Linked DNA regions of Sus scrofa: region 2 is linked to region 1. Evidence: chromatin contacts called from public HiChIP or PLAC-seq data. All regions are on one chromosome and are shown on one strand. Each heading gives the region's core, a stretch centred on a gene start, on an enhancer-like site or on the middle of the called end of the contact. The rest is flanking DNA. Distances are from core to core; before and after follow the strand shown.

Region 1 (6,689 bases), core at 1,894-4,393:
GGATCATTAACCCACTGAGCAAGGGCAGGGACTGAACCCGCAACCTCATGGTTCCTAGTCGGATTCGTTAACCACTGTGCCATGATGGGAACTCCTTTATGTTTGTTTTTGACATAAACAGAATCATACTGTATGTATTTTTCCAGACCAACTTAAAAAAAATTTACTTTGTCTTTGATGTTTTCCAAGGCAGTACAATTGCTATATAATACCCCATAGAGGGGTTATACTGAAATTTAGGTAGCCATACTTCTGTCAGTGGACATTGTCTCTAAGCGCATTGTATATGGAAAGGCTATTCATTTTTTAGATTTGTTTTAGATTTCATCATTTTAGATTTCTTATGTCCTCTCATATAGGTTTAATGGTTTTTCAGTTGATTCATTAGGATCTTCCAGGTAGAAAATCTCCTACAGACAACAGTTTTATGTTTTATCTTTCGTTCTTTATATGTCTCTTTCCATTTTGTGGCTTATTGTATGGATAGAATGGCAAGTCTGATATTTAGTTGTAGTAATAATGGGACACCATTTTTCTATTCTTGGTTTTAGTGGTTTTTGAGTCATTATTGCATACACATGAATTCATAGTCATGTCCAGTTTTTCATGTGCAAGTTAGGGCATCATTAGGAAAGAATAGGGCCCTGCAACTTGGAATGGGAACAGCTGGTTGGACTCAGATGTACATCATTGACAATCTTGAACCCCCTCCCCCGGTCATTGTAAGCCTTTCTTGCCTGTGGAAGTAGCCTGCCCTCCTGTGCCTGAGGAGATGAATCTTCCTTCCCCTGAAAACCCTATGATAATAACTTCATCTGAGGTAGTTGCCTTGAGAAGGGATGCTGACTCTTCAAAACCTAGTGCAAACACCCTGTTTGTCCCTGGATCAATCTTAGCAGGTTCCAGGTTGACAGATAGCTCAGATAACTGTAACTCAGAAGGAAATAGCTTATACTCCAAAAGCATTACAAGACTTTACCATTGGCAGGCACCTGGGAGACATGCGTGGGAATGGATTCTAAGGGTATTAGACCAAGAAAGATGGAATTAACACTAGAACAGGCTGAGTTCATTGATATGGACACACTTTACTAGAAATTTGGGATCTAATGTGTTAGATTGGGCAGCTATAGGTGACTAACAGCTTTCTGGGTTGGTTAACTGAAACTTGGACTCAGCTGTGGCCCACATTTAATAAAGATGCCAGAACTTCCTTGCTAGGACCTGGAGGAGAGAATTCAAAGGCTTAGGGACATAGGAATATCAGAGTGAATTTATCAAGTGTGACCTAATACCCACCCAAACACCCACCTCTAACTAGTTTCTGTGGGACAGTCCTTCCCAGAAGACACTCCTTTAATTCATTAGTTAGGGGGAACACCTGCTTCCTTGAAAAGCCTTGTGGTTGCTTTCTTATGTAGGCTGGGTAAGATTTCAGAGGGGATGATGGGACCATGGAGTGCTGGAGGACACGTGGCAGCACTTGACTACCAAAGAAAAGGTGGCTACAGCTGCCATGGAGGACGCAGGGAGGCACTCATAATCAGAGAGCCTTGACCCGCAGGGATGTCTGCAGTGCCCAATTAATCATGGTATCCCTGGGAACAAAACTGATGGGCAGCCTGATAAAGTATATCTTGATTTATATAAAAGAAAAAAAGTCCAAGCCGAGTAGCCAAAGACCTGATTTGAGTCACCACAGTGCAGAGTCATGGACTCTCATCCAGTTTCCAGACTAAGTAAATGCCCAGAGCCAGAGCCCCTGAGGACGAACTCTGCCGCACTGTGCATCTTTCTCTAAGCCTTACTCAGGGGACCTGTGGCTACTTACTAGAGTCACTACACACTGGAAAAAAACATCTAGATCTTCTGAGTTTATTAAACATTGGCTCTGACTTGATGCTCATTCCTGGGGCCTCAAAAACAACGCTTTGGCTCCTACTCAAAATGGGGGATTGTGGTGGTCAAATGATAGATGGAGACTTGGGTCTGATTTGCTCTGGTCCCCCTTGTTCTGTGGATCCACTCCGTGGTTATTTTCCGCAGTTACTGAACATTTGACTGGACTAAACATACTTGGTAACAGAATTTCCACATTGGCTCTCTGATTCCTGGAATGAAGGCCATTATGGTAGTCAGGCCCAGTGGAAGTCTCTGGAACTTTTCGTCCCTACCAAGATAGTAAAGCAGGAGCAATGCTGTACATCTGGTGGAACTGCAGAACTCAGTGCCAACATCAAAGGCTTCCAAGTGAGGCTAGCAACACTTACCACATCCACACTTAACTCAGCTGTTTGGCCTTGCCGCTGCTTGATCCTCGAGAGTGACTATGGACTAATGTAAATGTAATCAGATGGTGACTCCAACTGCAGCTCCTGTTCCAGGTGTAGTATCTTTACTGGAGAAAATCTTCAATGGCCACTGGCACTTGGTAGGCAGCTATTAACTTGACTATAGCCCCTGTCTCCAAAATTGTTTGAAAAGAGCTCCACAAACAGTTTGCTTCTACCTGGCAAGGCCAGTAGTATACCCTCACAGTCTCATATCAGGCATGTGTCATTTCTCCTTTCTCTGCCATATTATGGTCTGCAGATACTGCTGCTTTGACTTCCCACAAAACATCATAGTAGTTCACTGCATTATGTTGATTGTAAATGATGGAAGGAAGAAGCAAGGATTTTAGATCCTCAGTAAGACATGTGAATTGGAAGGTGGGAGACAAACTCTATTTTTTGTACTAATTCTGTATCATTATGGTCCAGTTTGGTGACAGAAACCACATCAATAATTTGAGCAGGAACTACTTAACAAAAGAATCATTGACTGTTAATAGGAATTGGCTACAAAGGAGGGGTTAAAGAGAACTCTAGGGCTGAAGGACAGTATCCAAGGGAGGAATAAACAGATGTTTCCTTTGTTGCCCTGGGTCAGAGCTGGTTTATAAGCCAGTAGGATGCAGCTGGCAAGCAAGGAACTGTGAACTGTGTCACAAGCAAGAGTCCTTTTGTATCACAAAACTTGCTTGAGAGAGAGTGCCACTGAGTGTCCCACACCCATTCCACTGTCACCTGTGCCTCCGAAACAAAAGAGGAAACTCAAAACTGGAACCAAAGGGAGAAGCTCCTCTGTTATGCCCCTCCAGCGCCCTCTACTGACAAGGCTGAACATTGCATCAGTTTGCAATGTTTGACGGCAAGCACTCAGTTTCAAGACTGGTCAGTGAAGGATAATTTGGAGTTGAGAGGTAATAAATTGATAACTGGCATAAGCTGGGATTGTATGAAGTTTGCTTTGTAGGTTTTTTTTTTTTTCAGGGCCGCACCCGCAGCATATGGAGATTCCCAGACTAAGGGTCAAATCAGAACTGCAGCTGCTGGCCACAGCAACACAGGATCTGAGCTGGGTCTGTGACCTACACCACAGCTCACGGCAACGCTGGATCCTTAACGCACTGAGCCAGGCCAGCGATCAAACCCTCAACCTCATGGTTCCTAGTTGGATTCGTTTCTGCTGCACCACAAGAGGAACTCCTGCTCTGTAGGTTTATGGTAGATAAACTTTACCAAGTTAAGAAAGTTTCCTTTTAGTCTTATCTTGCTAGGTTTTTTGTTTTTTAAAAAAATCTACTGAGATGATAGGGTTTCCTTCTCTTTTAACGTGTTAATAAAGTAAAATACATGAACAGATTTGTTGATGTTGAATCATCTTTAAATTTTTGAGATTAAACCCTACTCAGTCATAATTTATTATTCTTTTACTAAACTGCTAGAATTACAGATTTTTATTTCATTTTTTTTTCTTTTTAAGGATATGTGGCATATGAAGTTCCCAGGCTAAGGGCTGAATTAAAGGTGCAGCTGTCAGTCTATGCCACAGCCACAGCAATGAGGGATCCGAGGAGCATCTGTGACTTACACCACAGCTCATGACAACACTGGATCCTTAACCTACTGAGTGAGGCCAGGGATAGAACCCACATCCTACTGGATACTAACTAGTTGGGTTCTTAATCTGCTGAGCCAGGACAGGAACTCTGTATAGATCTTTATTTTGTATTTATGTATTCCATAACTGAGATTAAACCATGGATTCATTTTTTGGTGCTTCTTTGTTGTCTTTAGGTGTTACACTAGCCTGGCAGCTTGAGTTAGGAAGCTTATCATTTTTTGTACTCAGAAACCTAAAAAAATAGAAAAAGAACAGAACAGATAATAATCTGTTCCTTGAAACTGGTAAAATTCAGTCATAAATAGTCTTGCTAGGTTTCATTTTATTTTTTTTTATTTTTTATTTTTTTGTCTTTGCCATTTATAGGGCTGTTCCCGCAGCATATGGAGGTTCCCAGGGTAGGGGTCTAATTGGAGCTGTAGCTGCTGGCCTATGCCAGAGCCACAGCAATGCCAGATCCAAGCTGAGTCTGTAACCTACACCACAGCTCACGGCAACGCTGAATCCTTAACCCACTGAGCAAGGCCAGGGATCGAAACTGCAACCTCATGGTTTGTAATCGGATTTGTTAACCACTGAGCCATGATGGGAACTCTTCATTTTATTTTTATTTAGTTATTTATTTGCTTTTCAGGGCCGAACTCACTTCATAATGGAGGTTGCCAGGCCAGGGGTTGAATTGGAGCTACAGTTGCCAGTCGACCCCATGACCACAGCAACACAGATCCACGACAGGAACTCCTAGGTTTCATTTTAAAGGAGAGACATTTGGCTACCTTTTCAATTTTTTTTTTTTTTTTTTTTTTTTTTTTTTTTTTTTTTTTTTTTGCCATTTCTTGGGCCACTCCCTCTGCATATGGAAGTTCCCAGGCTAGGGGTCAAATCTGAGCTGTAGTCACCAGCCTACTCCAGAGCCACAGCAACACGGGATCCGAGCTGCATCTGCAACCTACACCACAGCTCACGGCAATGCCGGATACCTAACCCACTGAGCAAGACCAGGGATCTAACCTGCAACCTCATGGTTCCTAGTCGGATTCGCTAACCACTGAGCCACAATGGGAACTCCCATCTTATCTTTTTTTAATGCCTTTAAAAGTAAATTGTAGGCATCATAATTTTTATTTTATTTATTTATTTATTTTTTGTCTTTTTTGTCTTTTTAGGGCCACATCCGTGGCATATGGAGGTTCCCAGGCTAGGGGTCTTATAAGAGCTGTTGCTGCCGGCCTACACCATAGCAACACCAGATCCGAGCCACGTCTGTGACCTACACCATGGCTCACGGCAATGCTGGATTCTTAACTCACTGAGCGAGGCCAGGGATCAAACCCGAAACCTCATGGTTCCTAGTTGGATTCGTTTCTGCTGCCCCATGATGGGAACTCCAAGGCATCATGATTTTTAGTTTACAATTTGTTATTTTCTTTTTAACCCAAGAGTTATCTAAAAGGGTGTTTCTTAAATGCCCAAGTAGTTTAAGCTGGAGAGGGAAGAGTGTAGGCTGTCTTTCTATTGCTCACAGCGATGCCCTGAAGTCTACACTCTTACTGTTTTCCACTGTGGTCTTAGAACGTGAAATGTAAGATTTATGCTTGTGACTTTATAGAGCTCTTACTTGGGCTTAACATATGCTCAGGTTATATGAATATTCCCTGGGTATTTGAAAAGAATGTTTTTTTCTGGTAGGTACAAAGTTGTGTAATTTTTTGTTTGTTTTTTTGTTTTGTTTTGTTTTGTTTTGCTTTATCTAGGGCCGCTCCCATGGCATGTGGAGGTTCCCAGGCTAGAGGTCGAATCGGAGCTGTAGCCACCGTCCTACGCCAGAGCCACAGCAACGTAGGATCCGAGCCATGTCTGCAGCCTACACCACAGCTCAGGGCAATGCCGGATCCTTTAACCCACTGAGCAAGGCCAGGGGTCGAACCTGCAACCTCATGGTTCCTAGTCATATTCGTTAACCACTGCGCCACGAAGGGAATTGCAAGTTGTGTAATTTTTAATGTAGCTGTCAAATTCCTCATATTGTTATTTTGGTCTACCTATTAATTTCAGAGACGTGTGATAGTTTCCTAAAATGATTGTGAATCTGTCAATTTCACATACTAATAATTTTTGCTTTACATATTCCAAAATATGTTATTAGAAAATAAAAGTTTATAATTGTAATATCTTTTCCCCCCTTTCTTTTTTTGGCTGTCCACGGCATATGGAGTTCCCAGGCCAGGGATCAGCTCCAAGCCGCAGTTGCAACCTATGCTGCAACTAACACCAGTCCTTTTAACCCGTTGTGCCGGGCCAGGGATCAAACCTGTGTCCTTGAGCTGCAGAGATGCCACTGATCCTCCTGTGCTGTAGTGGGAATTCCTGTGTATTTTCTTTCTTTCTTTCTTTTTTTTTTTTTTGGTCTTTTTTTGCCTTTTCTAGGGCCCATCCCGCAGCATATGGAGGTTCCCAGGCTAGGGGTCGAATCGGAGCTGTAGCTGCTGGCCTATGCCACAGGCACAGCAATGCAGGATCTGAGCCTCGTCTGCGACCTACACCACAGCTCACAGCAATGCTGGATCCTTAACCCACTGAGCGAGGTCAGGCATTGAACCCGCAACCTCATGGTTCCTAGTCAGATTCGTTAACCACTGAGCCACGATGGGAACTCCCCTGTGTATTTTCGTAATGAGGCTTGTCTTTTATCAGTTTAAAGTATCCCTTTTTGTCTCATTTAATTATTTATGGCTTGAATT
Region 2 (6,689 bases), core at 2,587-5,086, 180 kb before region 1:
GTGCCACCAGGGAATTCCTGATGTATCTTTTTGATATATGTGCTTCATTTTTTATTTTACAATTTACGTTAAGAATTCTTTTTAGGAGTTCCTGTCATGACGCAGCAGAAACAAATCTAACTAGGAACCATGAGGTTGCAGGTTCGATCCCTGGCCTTGCTCAGCAGGTTAAGGATCTAGCATTGCCGTTTGCTGTGGTGTAGGTCACAGACTCAGCTCAGATCTAGTGTTGCTGTGGCTGTGCCATAGGCTACCAGCTGTAGCTCTGATTCAACTCCTAGCCTGGGAACCTCCATATGCTGCAAGTGCAGCCCTAAAAAGCAAAAAAAAAAAATTCCTTTTAAACTCAACTAAAGTTTTAACTTCATACAGATAGTAAACATTTGTTTTTCCTACTAGTCCTGAAACACAGGGCTTATTTGGTAAAACTGCAGCTAACCAGCATCTAGGAAATGGGAAGTATTAGGCAATTGGCAACCTTTAAAACATGGACACCAAAAGCAAAATCAAAGGTAGAGCTAACACAAACAACAGAACAAAATTCTTTAAAGATTTAGATTAATTTGAGTAACAAATGAAAAGAGATAAAGATACACTCTCAGGCAAACAAAATGACCAAATTGACTCTAAGATTCTAACAACTATTTTTATAGGAGAGCAAGTAGGAGGATGCCTCAGGGATAAATAAACTCAATGTTGGGTCCCTTTCTAATTTCATTTCTTCAAAGTACTTGAAAATAAAGATCAAATCTGAGAATAAAGAACTGATCCCATGACCAAGAAAATGTCTTGGGTGGTTGTTTTTTTCCCCTGTATTTCTCTACCATTCTAAGGCTAGTAAACAACAGTTTACTAAGTGAAACTGCTCAAGTCCTTTTGGTTTCATGATGTCACTAATCTCAAGAGACAAAGGTTGTCAACTTCTAAAATGTCAACACAAAGCTATGATAATTATATATCTATTCTGTCATGTTAAAACTGACACTACTAATTTGAATTCTCATTTCACTATCTTCTAAAATCCACATCTGGGAGTTCCCACTGTGGTGTAGCAGGTCAAGGATCCAACATCTTCACTGCAGTGGCTCTGGTCGCTGCTGTGGCACAGGTTCGATCCCTGGCCTGGGAACTTCCACATGCCCGGAGTGTGGCTGAAAAACAAAATAAAATAAAATCCACATTTGGAGGAAGGATTCTTCTCCAGAAACCCAACCCACTGGATTTTTGCTATAGGTCCTCTACTTCCAGCCCTAAGTCACAGCAAAGCTATTTCTTTCAGTTCCATTGGTACTTGAAAAAGCAGAGAGACACTTTTGTTTGTATGGCACTCACATTTTTCCCAAGCTGATAGTCTATAAACGCAAATGATAAACTGAACAATATGCTGAGTGGCATTATTATGTTTGAGGTTCATCTCCTCCTAGGTATCTTTTTTCCCTCTTTCCTTTTATGGCTGCACCTGCAGCATATGGAAGTTTCCAGGCTAAGGGTCAAAAAAGGTCCTTAACCCACTAAGCCACAATGGGAACTCCCCTCCTAGGCATCTAAAAAATGACTGTTTAACTTCTGAAATCTCCATTACTATCCTTCATATTTCTCAATTCTTCTTTGTTGGATTTAAAGAAGATCCTTAAAAGTAGAAATTCTTAAAAATCAAGCTACTTTTTAAACATTTTCAAATCCTTTGAAATAAAAAGGCAATCCCTCTCCATCCCAAATCTATTATCTAACATAAGAGAGGTGTATCTCCTTGTAGAAAAAGAGGAGAACCCACTGGGACCCTGTTTTTAGCTGTCACTCAAATGAAAATAGTTTTGTTTTGTTTTGTTTTGTCTTTTGTCTTTTCTAAGGCTGTACCAACAGCATAAGGAGATTCCCAGGCTGGGGGTCGAATCAGAGCTGTAGCCGCCAGCCTACGCCAGAGCCACAGCCACAGCAACGCAGGATTTGAGCCATGTCTGTGACCTACACCACAGCTCGTGGCAATGCCGGATCCTTAACTCACTGAGCAAGGCCAGGGATGGAACCCGAAACCTCATGGTTCCTAGTCAGATTTGTTAACCACTGAGCCACGACGGGAACATCTTTTTTTTTTTTTAAGATAGTTTACTAAAGACACAGGATTCAATAGCAACTAGGCTGAAATGATGGTACTTGACTTATCAGATGTGAAATGAGAATGAGAGTAAGAGTGAGAGAGAAGGGATAAGGGGAACACTCAGATTTCCAGCTGGCACAATTGTGTAGATACTCATGCCTTCTCTGAAATGGGGATCATAAAGGAATTTCTGGATTTGTTCCAATTTAACATATTCAACTTAAAGGATCTGTGGGACATACACAGGGAGACAGCCAATGGGGTAGCATGATTTGGACTGAACACACAGATGCTGGTGGTATCAGCATATAAGCACGTACCTGGCATTTTCAGCCATGAGAGTAAATAAAATCACCTAGGAAGTATTATAAAATGACCAGAGAAGGGACAGAATCTAAGAGAGAACCAAGACTAAGGAAAAGTTTTAAAGGCAAGAGGAGTACAGAGAAGAAGAAAGAAGTAGCTGAGTAGTAGGAAGAAAATCTGGAGTACTCAAGTAAGTTTGTGGTCAAGAATGTTTAATACTATTGAAGGGTGAAGGAAGATGAAGATTGAGAAGTTTCTATCAGATTTAACAACCAAGAGGTAATGGTTCAATGGAATGATGGAGGCAGAGCCAGTGCGCAGTAAAGCAGTAAAGAAGAGAGACTGGGAGAGAGAGGAGTGGTTAAGGGAGTATAGGCTCAAGGCAAGGCAGTTCCAAGTGCCTAACAGGAAGGAGACAGTGAATGGAGAAAGGCTCCCGACTCAGGAGATGGACAGAGGGAAACTGGGGAGAGGTGGGCTCCAGAGCCCAGACAGAGGAATTATTGGTCACCTTAAGGCATTTAATTACAGGCAGGAATTCATGTAAGCTGTAACAAAAGAGGTGCCAATTAAGCTAAAGTTAAAAATTCTACTTTTTTTTTTTTTTTTTTGGTCTTTTGTCTTTTAAGGGCCCTGCACCTGCGGCATATGGAGGTTCCCAGGCTAGGGGTCTAATCGGAGCTATAGCCACCAGCCTATGCCATAGCTGACGACAAGGCCAGATCCTTAACCCACTGAGTGAGGCCAGGGATCGAACCTGCAACCTCATAGCTCCTAGTCAGATTCATTTCCGCTGTGCCACGATGGGAACTCCAAAAATATTCCCACTTTCTACCAGGCAAGAACTGTCCTCCAAAAAGGCTTAGTTTTGGTTCATTCCCTTGATAACAAAAATAGCATGAAGGGAACTGCTTAGCTGAGGAAAAAGAAACTGGCAACAGATGGGATTTTCTGCAACACATGTACCTCCTTCTGCTGTAAAAAGATATTCTACAGAGCAGTGACTGCTTCTTACTCATCCTAGCAGTCCTTAAGAGCACCTAGTATATGGCCTGGGATATAAACAGATGTTCAGCGCATCTCTGTTGAACGAATTAAGCAATGGGAAGACAGAGTAGACTTTTTCTATAAAACCACAAGACAACTGAGGAGCCTGCAAAAATAAATAAATAAATAAATTCATAGCCTGTATACTCATCCAATAAATCCCAGATTAAAAAAATTCTACCTCTGGAGATCCCGTGGTGGCTCAGGGGGTTAAGAACGCAATGTAGTATCCGTGAGGATGGGGTGGATCCCTATGCTTTAAAGGTGGGTTAAGGATCCTCGAGGTGGTAGGCTGCAGATGTGGCTCAGATCTGGCTTTGCTGTGGCTGTAATGTAGGCTGGCAGCTATAGCTCTGATTCAACCCTTAGCCTGGGAACTTCCTCAAGTGTGGTCCTAAAAAAAAAAAAAAATTCTACTTCTGACTGTGTCTTAACTGATCTCCGGGGAGACTCCCTCCTTCCTGCTAAGAGTCTTTAAAATGTTAATGCTCTCTGGCCCAAGAATTTCATTTCTAGGTATCCAGACAGGCAATTAGAAATACAGACAGGAGTTCCCGTCGTGGTGCAGTGGTTAACGAATCCGGCTAGGAGCCATGAGGTTGCGGGTTCGGTCCCTGCCCTTGCTCAGTGGGTTAACGATCCGGCGTTGCCGTGAGCTGTGGTGTAGGTTGCAGACGCGGCTCGGATCCCGCGTGACTGTGGCTCTGGCGTAGGCCGGTGGCTACATCTCCGATTAGACCCCTAGCCTGGGAACCTCCATATGCTGCGAGAGCGGCCGAAGAAAAGACCAAAAAAAAAAAAAAAAAAAAAAAAGAAATACAGACAAAGGAGTTCCCGTCATGGTGCAAGGGAAATGAACCCGGCTAGGAACCATGAGGTTGCAGTTCCATCCCTGGCCTCGCTCAGTGGGCTAAGGATCTGGTGTTGCTGTGGCTGTGAAGTAGGCCAGCAGATGTAGCTCCAATTGGCCCCCCTAGCCTGGGAATCTCCATATGCTGCAGGGGGTGGCCCTAAAAAGCAAAAAAAAAAAAAGCAAACAAAGAAAACATGCAAACATGTCCACTGTAGCACTATTTATAACAACAAAAAAATAAATAAAAATGGAGAAAGAAGGAAATGAATGGAGAGGAAAGGAAGAAAAAACAAGCTAAACAAATGACATAAGAAAATGAGTAAGAAACATGGAGTTCCCACCGTGGCTCGGTGGTTAACGACCCTGACTAGCATCCATGAGGACACAGGTTTGATTCCAGGGCTTACTCAGTGGATTAAGGATCCAGCGTTGCTGTGAGCTGTGGTGTAGATCACAGACACAGCTCAGATCTTATTTATTTATTTATTTGTCTTTTTGCCATTTCTTGGGCCGCTCCTGAGCAAGGCCAGGGACTGAACCCACAATCTCATGGTTCCTACTCAGATTCGTTAACCACTGAGCCACAACGGGAACTCCTATTTTTTTTTAATAATGATTTTTATTTTTTCCATTATAGCTGATTTACAGTGTTCTGTCAATTTTCTACTACACAGTGAGATGACCCAGTCACACATACATGTATACATTCTTTTTTCTCACATTATTACTTATATTAATACTTAATTAACCAAAAAGAAAATCCTTTCTTGCACCAGCAAATCACGTTGCTCTATAACTGTCCTCAAACCTAGATGATAATACCAAAACATGAATGTAACTATTTAATGAGGCAACTTAGATTTAAATTAAACCTGACAAGTCTGGATGCAAATCATTTTATTTTATTTTATTTATTATTTTTTTTAATAATTTTTTTTATTTTCCCACTGTACAGCAAGGGGGTCAGGTTATCCTTACATGTATACATTACAATTACATTTTTTCCCCCACCCTTTCTTTTTGGATGCAAATCACTTTATTAAACAAAATCAGTACAGGGGAAGATTCTTAGCTAGGAAAGATGTTCCCTCTCTCAAAGTAGTATAATTTACATCAAGAATACTCTCCACTATTTTTAGGGTCCAGAGTACTAACCATTACACCTATTACCTACACTATTTTCAAAAGCAAAAACAAAAGGCATAATTACCCACAAATCTATCTGATGGACAATTACCTCTGAGACCTAAAGTATATAACTCATTCAGAAAGGACTAAAAGACTAATTTGTATATTCTAACATTATGTTGTTTGTATAGTTTTGATACAGTATAACTGCAACAAAATTCATTAAATATGAACTCAAATGGACTATATTTATTTAAACTCGTAAAGTAAAAATATAAGAAATCACAGTGTATCATAATAAACCAAATCTTGTTCAAGGCTAGGAATAGTTCTCAATAAATTATGGAACAATATTTTATTACACTGTTCAGTTTTACGCCTATAAGTTGCCTTTCTCTTATCTTTTCTAGAATCTATAGAGATTTCAAATATAGAAAATAAATCCAGAATTATATATTCAACTTTCCTTTAACCCATACAGAGAAAAAAGGCAAACATTTATGACTTTTTCTTCAAATCAACCTCACAAGAAGTAGTAAAATCTCAAAGACAGCAAACACTATATTTAGGCAGGTATCCCTTCTCCATGTGCAAATAGGTACTTTTCCTTGTAATAGAGTATTTAGAATGGAAGACAAGGTCTGACCACAAAAATTATTTCCATAGTATACATATGCAGACTTCTACCCTTTTACTGAAATGCATACTATTGTTAACGAGGAAAAGAGATCTGCCTGTTTAACAGCAGTTAACTAGCACAGAGCCCAAAGAAAGAAAAAGCAGGCCCATCATATGCCCCAATTTGCTTTTCAGTCCTCCTCTGGGTAGTTTTCTTCTGTCCATTTTAATAAACAAGTGGCAGATTTGCAGATTTGTCAGTTTTTCTAAAAGCTGACATGAAGAAAATAAAAACAATGGAAACACACATTTTATGAACTTTGAACATTTACTATGAGAAAGGAAGGATCTAGAATTAAGAAATCTATTTTCAGAGTTCCCTTCTGGCACAGCAAGTTAACTATCTGGCATTGTCACTGCAGCAGCCTGGCTCACTATTGTGGCGCAAATTTGATCCCTGGCCTGGGAACTTCCACATGCCACAGGCAGAGCCAAAAAAAAAAAAAAAAAAAAAAAAAAATCAATGTAATTTTAAATGCTGAGTATAAATCATGAGTATAAATTACTCTGGAAAGAAGAAAACTTAAGGCTACCTTAGTAAATTCACTTCTCAGCTTTGGTATTAAAAAAATTTGTCAT

What was found. HiChIP or PLAC-seq counts read pairs in DNA pulled down with a chosen protein or histone mark.
Region 2: a contact with region 1 is called in an H3K27ac HiChIP or PLAC-seq map of alveolar macrophages. The contact joins two enhancer-like sites. A contact is called at or near these places in 2 of 47 Hi-C or Micro-C datasets (blood and embryonic fibroblasts) and 1 of 2 datasets of contacts at active chromatin or transcription factors (alveolar macrophages).

The regions. Positions count from the first base shown.
Region 1 is chr13:134,547,510-134,554,198 of Sscrofa11.1, reverse strand. All of the region lies in intron 8 of IQCG (IQ domain-containing protein G), which reads left to right. Among named protein-coding and RNA genes, the nearest start is that of IQCG, 37 kb to the left of the region's middle. Within about 2 kb of position 3,143, at least 4 of the 83 cell types and tissues checked have an H3K27ac peak or open chromatin away from gene starts, as enhancers often do. A contact at or near this core is called in alveolar macrophages, where this site is marked.
Region 2 is chr13:134,729,163-134,735,851 of Sscrofa11.1, reverse strand. The region is part of intron 1 of OSBPL11 (oxysterol-binding protein-related protein 11); the gene reads right to left. Among named protein-coding and RNA genes, the nearest start is that of OSBPL11, 14 kb to the right of the region's middle. Within about 2 kb of position 3,836, at least 1 of the 83 cell types and tissues checked has an H3K27ac peak or open chromatin away from gene starts, as enhancers often do. A contact at or near this core is called in alveolar macrophages, where this site is marked.